2 separate regions of the Canis lupus genome follow, and region 1 is linked to region 2. Evidence: chromatin contacts called from public Hi-C data. All regions are on one chromosome and are shown on one strand. The core of a region is the stretch at or near the end of the contact, and the rest is flanking DNA. Distances in the headings are between cores, read along the strand shown.

The links. A called contact is a pair of places that touch in the nucleus more often than the background predicts.
Region 1: a contact with region 2 is called in a Hi-C map of skin fibroblasts, with 2.3 times the contacts expected there. The contact joins two enhancer-like sites. A contact is called at or near these places in 3 of 9 Hi-C or Micro-C datasets (blood and skin fibroblasts).

What each region holds. Positions count from the first base shown.
Region 1 is chr3:74,719,004-74,725,206 of UU_Cfam_GSD_1.0, reverse strand. All of the region lies in intron 12 of TBC1D1 (TBC1 domain family member 1), which reads left to right. Among named protein-coding and RNA genes, the nearest start is that of TBC1D1, 170 kb to the left of the region's middle. Within about 2 kb of position 4,581, at least 3 of the 20 cell types and tissues checked have an H3K27ac peak or open chromatin away from gene starts, as enhancers often do.
Region 2 is chr3:74,484,892-74,490,590 of UU_Cfam_GSD_1.0, reverse strand. No RefSeq gene overlaps it. Among named protein-coding and RNA genes, the nearest start is that of KLF3, 250 kb to the right of the region's middle. Within about 2 kb of position 2,585, at least 5 of the 20 cell types and tissues checked have an H3K27ac peak or open chromatin away from gene starts, as enhancers often do.

The DNA of each region.
Region 1 (6,203 bases), core at 3,332-5,831, 230 kb before region 2:
AGAGAGAGAGAAAGAGAGAGAGAGAGGCAGAGACACAGGCAGGGGCAGAAGCAGGCTCCATGCAGGGAGCCCAATGTGAGACTCAATCCCAGGACCCTGGGATCATGCCCTGAGCCAAAGGCAGATGCTCCACTGCTAAGGTCCCCAGGCATCCCTAGCACAACCTAATTTTAAAATATTTTTGTCTCTCAAGAAAAAAAACCCATACCTCCCCACCCCTCCTTCAAACCCAGGGCAGACGCTCATCTCTTTGCTGGCTGCCTCTTCTGACCATGCCATGCAAGTGGAATCATGTACTATGTGGCCCTTTGTGGATGGCTCTTTTCACTGAGATGTTTTCAGGGTTCATCACATTGTAGTGTGTATTGGTGCATCATTACTTTTTGTGGGCCATCAGTATCCATCATAAGGATAGGCCACATTTTGTTTATCCATTTGCCAGTTGATGGACATTTGGTCCTCCCCCCCCCCCCCCCGGGGGCTGTTGGCAACAGTGCCGCTGTGAACGCTCATGGATGTATTTTTGTGTGGACATATGTTCAGAGCGGCTTTTGTGGGTGAGCTGGTGTGAACACGTTCTCCTCCAGGGGGGCTCTGAGTTGTCCTCTGTGATTCTGACCACTGGGATTGTTAGGCCAGTAGGAATGGCTGAGGTTGGGTCCCCTAGTACCAGGTTTCCCTGCTGGCTGGCCTTGGTTGCCTTCCTTCTGCGTCAGGCTGAGTGAGAAGGTGCAGGGAGTCTGGTGTTGTCTCCCCGGAGCACCTGGGAAGGCGAGGGGCATAAGGAGCCTCCCTCAGGAGGTTCTTTCAATCCCAGGGAGGCCATCAGAGGGCCACATGTTAGTGTTATTGGTCCAGGACTACATCTCCTTTAGCTGCTCTCAAACCAAGTGTGCTTAAGACCCCTTGGAGGATTCGTGGAGACACACACTGCTGTTCCTTGGTTCTAAAATTTCTGGTTCTGGATATGGAATTCTTGGGGGAGCCTGAGAATTTGCATTTCTTACAGCCTCCCACGTGATGCTGATTTTGGAGGTTTGGGGACCACACTTTGAGGCCCTCCGAATTTCTCACACTGCAGTGGCTGGTAGGCAAGGGTACAGCCTATCCTGATTTAAAATCCAACCAAAAAAGCTCTCAGTGGTCGTTAGTAAAATGAACAACAAGACTGAAAAGTAGAAATGTGTTCTATGGCAGATTATGAAACAGCCAACAGGTCCTGTTTTCTTCGCAATAAAAGTAATCAAATATTAATACTAGTCATTGTGATTATCTTTATCGTGTATTAAGTCTTTGGTGTTTGCACTTTTCCACAGTTGGATGGTAATTCTCACACTGATCTTCTTAGGGGTGAGGCTGGAAATCCTGCATGACGTGGCCACGGCTCCCGCAGCACTTAGTCGGCACAGCTACAATTCAAACCACATTGGTTCTAAATCCAGTCTCTTTTTTTTATATTTTATTTTATTTTTTAAAGTAAGCTCAGAGCCCACTGTGGGACTTGAACGCATGACCCCAAGATTAAGAGTCACATGTTGTGCTGATTGAGCCATCCAGACGCCCCTAAATCCAGTCTGTTAATCCCATTGGTGAACTGTTAAATTTTGGGAATATATGCTTAAATTTGTGTTTGTGATAGATGAAAGAACAATTTCTTACTTTGGAAGGATTCTAGAATTCAGCGTTAACCTTTGTTAATACAGCATCCGGTTTAGGCATTATTACATCCTAATTTTTTTTTTTTTTTACATCCTAATTTTTAAAAACAGAACTAGAACTATCCTAGTTGAATGGTTTCTATTAATACCATTTAAGTGAAGGCACGTACGTCTCCTGGAGGTAGCAAAGCCATGCCTTCGCACTGGATGTAAGCTAGCAGCTCCAGAATTACAGCTGTTGGCATACACGGTGAGCTCTAGATTTTGTAAAATGCTGAGATAAAGCCAAGGGATGCATAGAAACTACTTTCTAAATGGATCTTTTTTTTTTTTTTTCAAGTAAATTTGTCTTACCACTTTCATCTGAATGAAAATATTTACAGAATGGACACTAACAAGATTTTAAACATCATTTATTTTTTTATTTTATTTTATTTTATTTTTAAACATCATTTATTGATATAGAAATGCTGTTAACCATGGTGGTCTGTGATTCCGAAAATAATTTGTGGTACCAAACTATGCATTTTACCCTTGAGGGAATAATAGGTTGGTCACAGTAAGTTGAGGTCTTGTGGTCTACTTCCTGTCCAGGTGTGTTCACTTGAGAGAACTTTTGATGAAAGACAGTTTGGTTTTTAGATTTTTTTTTTTTTTTTTTGGTAGCATCACCTTCCCCAGTTACCGAGGGACAGTGTTTCTTACTGGCCCCGGCCTGGTTGTTGGGCGGGTCACAGAAGCCAGCAGCCTCTTGAGCCTTGCAAGGTTCGCAGGACGACGTAGAGTTTCAGGGGTGGGGATGGGCGCCCTGACAAAGTGCTCTTTCTTCCTACTGCTGTTTGCAGAACGCGTTCATCGTTTTCCCCTGGAGCAATCTATGCACACACCATGTTCTGGAATTTTCTTCTGTCGTTCCTAACACCGTGGCGTGTCACGCCTGGTGTACTCCCCGGGACAGAGCAGGCCAGTTATACCAGATGTTTTACTGGCACCAAGCAAAGCCATAGGACTGCTGCTCATTTGCTGGGGGTCCCTCCTCACCTCCTCCCCAATTTCCTCTGCCCTGCTGGTTCCACATTTTTTAGCCTGTCACCTCCAGGTGCCAAATTCAATGTCATTTAGAGATCGTCTGACTGAATGCACTAGAAATCTTGCTACTCTGGTGTAAGCGAGGAGGGACTGATGTTTCTCCCCAAACTGGCAGTTTGGGGGATGAAAGAGCAAAAGGCTGGTTCAGTGGCTTCATTGATGTTACAGCAGGTGATCTGGGCAGGGGGCGGGGGGGGCTTTTCTGTTTCCCCGTCCATCCTCCCCAATGCCTCATGGTCACAAGGTGGCTGCTGCGCCTTTGGCTTCCCTTGCGCTTCTAAGATGAATGAAGAGGGAGGCACTGAGGAGGAGAGGATGACCCCTCTATATCAAGAGAGCTAGACTTGCAGAAATCTCTAGTAGAACTCCACTTGGTGGTATTATCTGGAACTGTGTCACCGGCTGCTAGTAGCCACAGGGAGGCTGGGAGATGGTGAACTTTGGCTGAGCTTGTTGCCACCTAGTGCAGTATCCACAGTTGTAAGGGCGGAGGGGAGAATGAGTATGGGGTGGGAGCCAGGGGGCCTGCAGCACGGGCCACGGTGCTTTGCTGCTCACACACTTGCTGGGTTTCTTCACGCAGCCGTGATCTTGCAGGGATGGATCCAGAAAGCTCCTCTTCCTCTCTCGTCCTCTCTGCACCCAGCACACCACACTTCAGCCCTGACAGCCTCTCCAAATCCTTCCAGGCCACTTCAGTGTCATCGTCTCTTCCTCTTTTCTCTTGGACGTAATCAGCCTCTCCTTCCCCGATGCTTGATCCTGCTGGAGAGCCCCATACTTTGTCTTGGGGTTACCTGTCCTAACCTCTAGGTCTACGCTGTTCCATGGTTGCCACTACCCACGTAGGGCTCATTAAACAAATGTAAACTAATTACCCTTAAATACAGTGCAAAATTTAGTTCCTGACCCTAGCCCCACTTCCAGTGCTTAAGAACCACGTGTGGCCAGTGGCTAGCTCTAGAACGTTTCCCTCACCCAAATTCTCTTGCACAGGCCGCTCTAGGTGATGAGTTCTTTAACGCGTTACTTAGCCCTGACCCCGTCACTCAGAACTGTGAGCACAGCCTTCAGGATGGTGCCTGTGCTCCGTCGTCTCCTAACCGAGGTGGTAAACTTGGCACAGAGCTTACAGATATTCTACGACCCGCATGGCTTCCAAAAATACTGTCACCGCGTATGTAGGAGGCACTGGGTGCATTGCTTTTAAGGAATCGTTAAAAGCACACAAGGACTTGGAAATTTCAAATGTCTAATTTTATAGATTAAGAAACAGGCTCAGAGAGGGAGGGGGACCTACTTGTGGTCATGCAGGCAGACCGTGGTCGAAAGGTCTGGACTCTTGGTTGTCATGGCTGCATTCCCTTCTCTTTCTGTTAAACCAGACCCGATTATCACCAGCCTACTTTCCCTGATTATGTTCTCTTCTTGCCTACCCACCAGTTGCTAGTTTCTTGAGAAAGGAAGTTGTTTTCAGCTCTCAGCTGTCCTCAAATGCCCACTGCATATAGGCGGTGCTCAGGGAATGCTCAGGAAACAGATGAGACTTAGGGATTGTTTTGTTGCAAGAGACAGAAAATGACTCAAGCAAGCTTAATCAGAAGGAGATTTTAAACATCAAGATAAGAGCAAGAGCTGGAAACTAGAAGTTGTCTGGAGACACGGAAGTCTCTCTGGCTCCCTGTTTTTAGGGCCATGTAATGTTTCTTCTGGTTTCCTCTTTATTCCACACACCGGCGTTCCCAGCTGGCCCGTCACTCTGTACAGTCACACCAGCCTCCAAGTGCATGACCCCTTAGCTCCGGAGGCGTCTGATTACCTAACTGCCGCTCTGTGTCTCCCCTTACATGCTTGGGAGCTGATTGGCCCAACTCATGGCAGCTCCTCCAAGGAGGGACAGGAGAAGCGTGGTGCCAGCATGGCACAGGGGACCCACTCAAGTTACCATCTAGATGGTGGGGAGGACAGGGCAGGGCCTGCACTGGGAGGAGAAGGCACAGCCTCCAGCTTCCACAAGTCAGTGTATTCCTATTAATGATGCTGTTGACCAACCAAAGGCAGAACCTTGACAATAACTGGAGTTCACTGGCTTTATCATGGTTACTGGTTATCGGGAAGTAGGTGAAATGGTGTGTGACAAGCATGTGCCTTTCTTATTACCAGAAGTGCTTGGAAAGAAGCTGGTGACTTTCTGTCAGAAATTCCACTGCTGGGAATGCAGTTAGATTAACATGTTTACCCATAGGAATTTGGGATTCTTAGAGTAAGGTGTAGTGGTCACGTGGCTCAGCAGCCAGAGATGGTCGCAATGTCCCCGGAGGAAGAAGGACGGACGAGCCATTGCCGGGCTCTCCATGGGCCCGAGGCCTGTGGTGTGAGTGAGCCTGCCTGGGGGGGACCCCCACGCCTGCATCCCCTTGTGCCTCCTCGACAGGCCACTGTAAGCACTGTGGGTACGTCTCTGACACTGAGTTAAAGTTCCATTAAGGCAAGGCTGCAGTCTTCTTATGCTTCTGGACCTGGCACAGGGTTCGGTTCATAGATTGTTGCTTGATTTCTGCTGGATACAAGATAGATGACTTTGCAGTACTAACCAAATATGGGTATTTTATTATAACTACTCAGATTATACTCTGTGACAAATAACCTACACGCAGAGGAAGAAATACAAGGACATTTTCTACAGAGGTGTGGGAAGTTGTGATAATAGGTGATATTTTCCCCTTTGTCTTTTTCAATTTTATAATGTGACATTGATAGTAGGAAAAATTAATTTTTGATTAAGAAAGATGTTTAAAATATATTAGTCTCATAGAGGGTTATAATGGAAACACATTCCTGTCTCAGATCATGACACGTAGCAAGTATTCAGAGTCTTTTTTTTTTTTTTTTTAAGATTTTATTTACTTATTCTTAAGAGACACAGAGAGAGAGAGACAGAGACAGAGACACAGGCAGAGGGAGAAGCAGGCTCCCTGCAGGAAGCCCAATGCGGGACTCGATCTCAGGACTCCGGAATCATGCCCCGAGCCAAAAGCAAGCACTCAACTGCTGAGCCACCCAGGCGTCCCAAGTATTCAGATTCATTGGAAATGGGACCTGATGATAGAATTAGTTCTCTCTTTTGTGGACTTGAACTACAGACCTCATTTGGTGATTTCCCCCCCTTACTGTATGGAATTATTAAACTTGGCATAACCAGTAATTTGAGCAGAGAAAGTGATAGCCTTAATTTGCAGATACCTAGCCTAAAAGTTAGAGATAAAACTCTTCATTTGAAGGGTTTTTCTTGTGGCCTGTGGGCCACAGTCATCTTTTGTGCCTCATCTTTTGGGCCTTTGCCTCACTAGGGCCACACACTACCCACTCACCGTCCCAGGAAGGAGCTTCAGTGTCCCTAGCACCTTGTTGTCTAATGATCATCGAGATTCCAAATTTCTCTGGTTTCAGCAGAAA
Region 2 (5,699 bases), core at 1,336-3,835:
CCCTGGGCCAAAGGCAGACGCTAAACTGCTGAGGCACCCAGGGATCCCCAAAATCAATTTTTAATTTAAAAAAAATGCACCGTCTGTTGAAAAGATTCTCAAAGTCCTATTTTTGTTTATGAAACACACCCTACGTAATTTGCTAAAAGTGATATTCCTTTACACGCTCACATTACCCTATGTTTAAAAATAGTGACAGTCTATTTGTTTGGCATAAATGAGAACCTGTAGAACGTGTTGATGATAATGCCAGAATGGGCGCTCAATGCTAGAGTAGGATTTTGGAAGACTTTGACCTCAAGGTTTGGGCTTCACGAGAAACCAGCTGAGTGGCCTTGGACTAACCACTGAACCTTTCTGTTCCTCATCTCTTCCTCTGTAACTCCAGCTTAATTCCACCTGTTTACTGTGCTCTCAGGTTTGTTTCGTAGCCCCCATGGGAAAATATTTTGAAAGCGCCATCACCACCATCTTGACAGTTTCCAATCGAGCATGTGAAGCTAAAGGCCATTGCAGAACATACGAAGGCTAAAATGAGACCTGGTACAGTTTCTAGAATATTTGTGTGTGTCTCTCTGGCGCTGTCCAGAGACTAGAGTCCCTCAAAGGATGGATGTAGATTTTTTTTTTTTCCAACTCTCACTCACACCAAGCAATTTGCTAAGAGTTGGAAGGGTTGTTTACTACTACTACTACTACTACTACTACTACTACTACTACTAATAAAGGTAGAGGCAAAGGGAGGCATAAAGTAGTCTCTTCATCTGGGCCAGCAAAGGAACTTTGGTCCTGCAAACAAATGACAAGTAGTAAGAATGCTTGGTGGTGGCTTAAGATATTTAAGCTTCTAATCCTCTTGCTTCCCTCCCCTAAAAACACATGAAATTAAGGAACAGGCAAGAAAGGTGGTAAAGATTCCTGGAAGAGGTTTCAAGAAGGAGACAGGAAAAACAAGAAAATAAAGAGCACAATGTGTCCTGACACGTAGATATATATTTCCCTTTAGATTTCTCTTCCCCCTAGAACCATATCCAGGATTTTGTCTTTTCTTAACAAGAGTTTGGAAGGAAAGTTTGACATAATCCCCAGAACTGTAAAACCTCTTTGTGTGGCCGTCACCGGAATGCTTTTCTTACATTCCCTCAAGAAGCCAACCTACAATGTGGCAAGTTCTGGAAGCCAGGAAGGGAGGTGGTAATCTGAGCAGGGCTGCAGGGCGGCTCCCCTAGGCGCGGCGGTGCAGGGCAGGCGAAGGCGGAGCCCCAGCTCCTCGCGGCCTCAAACTGGGCCCCTCCTAGTGCCCCAGGGGAAAAGGAGGAGAGACCTACATTTAAAAAGGCAGGAACCTACCAACTGCAGAAATCCTAAAATGCCCGGTGCTAATTCCCACTTGGGAGGTCAAATTAAGGTCAGAATAATTAACTAAGCATCTCTCTGAAAACCCCCTATTTTAAGGGGTTGGGCCAGGCTGGCAACACCTCAAATCATTAACTAAACCTAACTTGGTCTTTAAAACTTAACCTAGGACTGTTTTGTTTTGTTGTGTTGTGTTTTTGTTTTTGTTTTTTTGCCTGAGCCAATTTTTCTGGTGGCATTTCTGTTACTTCCTGTTTGTGACTGAGCTTTCCTTGCCCTACTTCCTTTTGGGGGGGCTTGGGTGGCCTGTAATACCATTTCCATTTAGATGTATGGAAAAGGGGTGTGTGTGTGTGTGTGCATGCGTGCATGCACATGTGCTGGATTGGAAGGGAAGGAAATAATAACTTACGTTCAATTTCTATGTTCTAAAACTCTTTTTCTCATGCAGTCTCATTCTTTCATTTACTTTCCACAACAGCAGGAGGGGTTAAGCAGTATCATTATGCTCAAACTGGAGATAAACTGAAGCTTAAAAAGGTTAGTGTTCAAGGTCACTCATCTAATACAGGAGCAGAACCTGAGTCTGACCCCCTTGAGTCTGAATCCAAATCTGAAGTTCTTTTCGTTTGACTCTTAAGGGAGAAGCCAAAATTTAATTTGATTGGCCAAATTCTATTCAGAAGTATTTGCTCCATTTTAATTACAGAGTTGATTTCTGAAATGTAAAGAAAAGACTCAGCTCGGGCCTTTCACCAGAGCAATGGAACAATTCTTGAGGCTCTGCTATTTCGTTTTTTTGGCAGCATCTCTGCAGTCTTACAACATGGCTATTTCCAGGGCCAGGCTGGGGTGTTCCTGCTTCCCCTGAACCCGGGGGTGCGTTGTCAGTGGCAGGCAATAGGGGGAGCATGTGTGTAAGAGGAGGGAAGCCACTTGGGCTCAAGCAGGAAATGTCTGAGATCATGTGTCCTTAACAGGCCTGGATTGGAAAAGTTGCGTGTATGTTGTTGGGTTTTTTTTTTTTTTCTTCCCTGACTGAACACTTAAAACTCCAGCCTTCTCTGCAAAGATTTGTGCTTACTGATTTGTAGGGTGGAAAAAATCAGCCTGAGGGAGTTGTAAAAAGAAGTCACCTTTATGCCTACTGGGCCAAAGGGAGTAAACTTCTCAGTCTCCACCTTGCCTCTGAGGAAAGGCTCCAGCTCTGGGCCTCTGTAGGGCAGGGTAGGCCCTTGAAGCTTTGTCTCTGTGTCGGGGGAGAAGACACAGAGGCCCAGACAATGGGTTGTCTTGGGTTCTGAGAGGAGAGAAATTTGTCCAGTTGGTAGCAAGAGAATTAGAATGTCCACTGCAGGAATGGAGAGATGTGTGTCCTTTTTTTTTTTTAAACTATATTTCTGCCTTCCAGAACAGTGCAGGTGGCTGGCTTGGCTCTAGGTACTTTTACAAGGTACTAACTCTGACAGAGCCTGTTAAGTTATGCTGCGTTTGACAAGGGCCTTGAAGTGAGATGGAAAAGAAACAAATACGTCTGGCATTGCATGACCCTAAGCCCAGAGTGAGGCTGGGGAGAAGCTTCTGAGGCCTGTGCTAGTTCTGGAATGGCTTTGAGTGCTGACAGGCCACTCTGAATCTGGGGTGTAGCCTTCTCTCTTTTTTCTTTTCTGGACCCAAACTGTAATTTCTTAACCTGGGAAAGAAAAGTTGCAGGGGGGGAGATATTCTGAGGGCTGGTTGGCAACAATCTCCTTTCCAGCTGGAGACAAGAAGCAGGAGCTAATGTTGGCCTACACTTCGGATTTGTATATAGAAGATAATTGATCTTGTGTTGTGAATGGAGGTTATTTACAGAAAACATGTTTTGGTCTTGGTTCCAAATACACATGAAATTTGTACTCTAATGCACTTGTTCCTGATTTTTTCTTTTCTTTTCTTCTTTGGCTTCAAATGTTGACTTTGTAGGGTATTTTTCTAGAGCAGTAGAAAAGATCTTAACCAAAATTTAAAAGTCCCACGTAGGCATCTCTGTCTTCATGATGTGCTAAGGATCAAAACTCCCTTCACTGTGAATAAGTTTAAAAAGATGTAATTAGGGTGACCAAAATGAAAATGGACTAAATGGTGACCCACTAAGAATAGGTGGTACTAATAATGGTCTCTGGATCTCCGTTCTCATCCAGATTTCCCCTAATATAAAGTGATACCTGCACCTCATTTATACCTCTCATCATAGCAATACCTATATGTCCCCTGATATAAAATGATACCTATATGTTATGTGTTATAAGGAATTTAAGTACTCTGGAATGTTTCTCACTTCTCAAGGCCAATCAGGAAATTTACACGTGCAAAAACCCTAGTGCAAGTGGGTCACTTACTTAATCACCTTTGATGGAGAACCTACTATGCTAGGCATAGGAAACAAAGGTGAAGATCCTTTCTTGAATAACTTGCTGTCTGGTGCGAGGCCTTATGTTCCCTTGTACGTCTGTTTATACATGTGAGTGACCAGAAGACTATCCTGAGAGAATGCAGCAAAGACAGTATAAATCTACCTGCATACACCATAGTCCTTGCTGGGGTTAGGGCCCAGGCTACGAGGGCTGGAATCCTGGTTCTACCGTTTGCTAGCTGTGTGACTGGGGCAGATTTCTGAACCTGTCTGAGCCTCAGTTTCAACACTTTCATAATATGGGAAGAATAATGGTACCCATGTCACGGGTTTGTTGTTTTTCTGTGAGGATTCAACGAGCTGCACCATAGTAAGCAGTCCACGTGTGTTGCTGGTGATAATGAAAACGCGGTGGTGGTGGTGGTGGGGTCAGGATGAGGGAGAGGAAATGGAGAACAGCAGGGTCAGGAGTTTCAGTGGGGGAAAAGAGGGGAATGTGAAGGGTAAAGAACATTCTGGAAGAGGCCCTTCATTGTGCTCTAACAAGCCCTCCAAGATGTGCACTGGAGTCTAAGAACCACTGAGCTGTGTGGTAAGCTGTGGATTTTTTTTTTTTTAAGATTTTATTTATTTGAGAGAGAAAGCTCCAGTGCACAGTGGGCGGAGGGGTAGAGGTAGAAGCAGACTCCCCGCTGAGCAGGGATTCCAACAGGGCGCAGGATTCCAGGACCCCGACATGGGGCTCGATCCCAGGACCCCGGGATTGTGACCTGAGCCGAAGGCAGATGCTTAACCAACTGAGCCTCCCAGGTGCCACCCAGCTGTGGATTTTAAGTAAGGGGATGATATGCTTGGATTTCTGTTTTGGGAGAGAACACAGTGGTGGCTGTTAGTGGGATGGGTCCGAGATGGGGGACAGGAGGCAGGACAAGGGGTCTCAGGGAGGAGGGATGAGGAGCTAGGGAATATGTAGGGAGGGAGTGTGTAGGTAGGACAGGAGATATGGGGTCCCGGGACTAGAGGACATAAAATAGGAAGCAGACCTGGTTTAGTCATTGGACTTAGGGGAGGTGAGGGTGAGCCCAGGGACAGTGAACACAGGGCTTTTAATACCAATGACTAAACAGTGCCTCTGTGGTCTCACAGAGGCCGCTCGAGGGCCCCTCCTTGTCCCCCTGCGAGGTGACTGACAGCGCAGATTGGCATCCGTGCAGGAGGTCTGGCTCCTCTGGAATGCGCCGCGCTCTGCAACCACAGACACCACCTCCCCGGTGCCCCCCACGGCCCAGGGAGTCATTCCTGGTTCCTGCCACATAGGCGATGACTCACTCTCCCAGAACAGCTGGTGACCACTGGACTTCTCTCTTCCGCAGTTTGGGAGCACTTCCAGGACCTGCCCCTACTACCCAACCCCCCAAAAAGAAGGCGCTTTGACGTACCCTTTAGTGCGAGCTCTCTTAGAAGAGCCGGCCACCCACATCTCTGGGATCGGAGCAGCTCTGCTCCAAAATTATACTCACATTGTTGTTCTGTCTGCCTCTTAACTCAGATTATTAACCCTTCCTATTGCCACATCCGAAGTAGAAAGTTTGCAAGAGGAAAGGTAATAGTAGATCCAGTACCAATGACACGTCTTTCCTTTAAAGCCGGGTTTCTTAGGTGTAGTCCGTGTACCCCCTCTACATCGAGATCACTTGCGGTTTGGGTAAAAATGCAGATTCCCAGGTCCTACCATACACGGACTGAATTGCTAGGAGAGGGAAGTGGGGTCAGAAAACCAAGGAATTTATATTTTAATTTTTAATAAGCATCCACAAGTGAGTCTCAAATTACCAACTGAATAGCAACAGTGATGGCTCTAGAATTTTGCTTTCTGGCATTTCTGACTCACTATGCAGCCAGAACGACCTCAGTCCTCTGGGCTCCTCTAGCTCACTTGGAGGAAGGC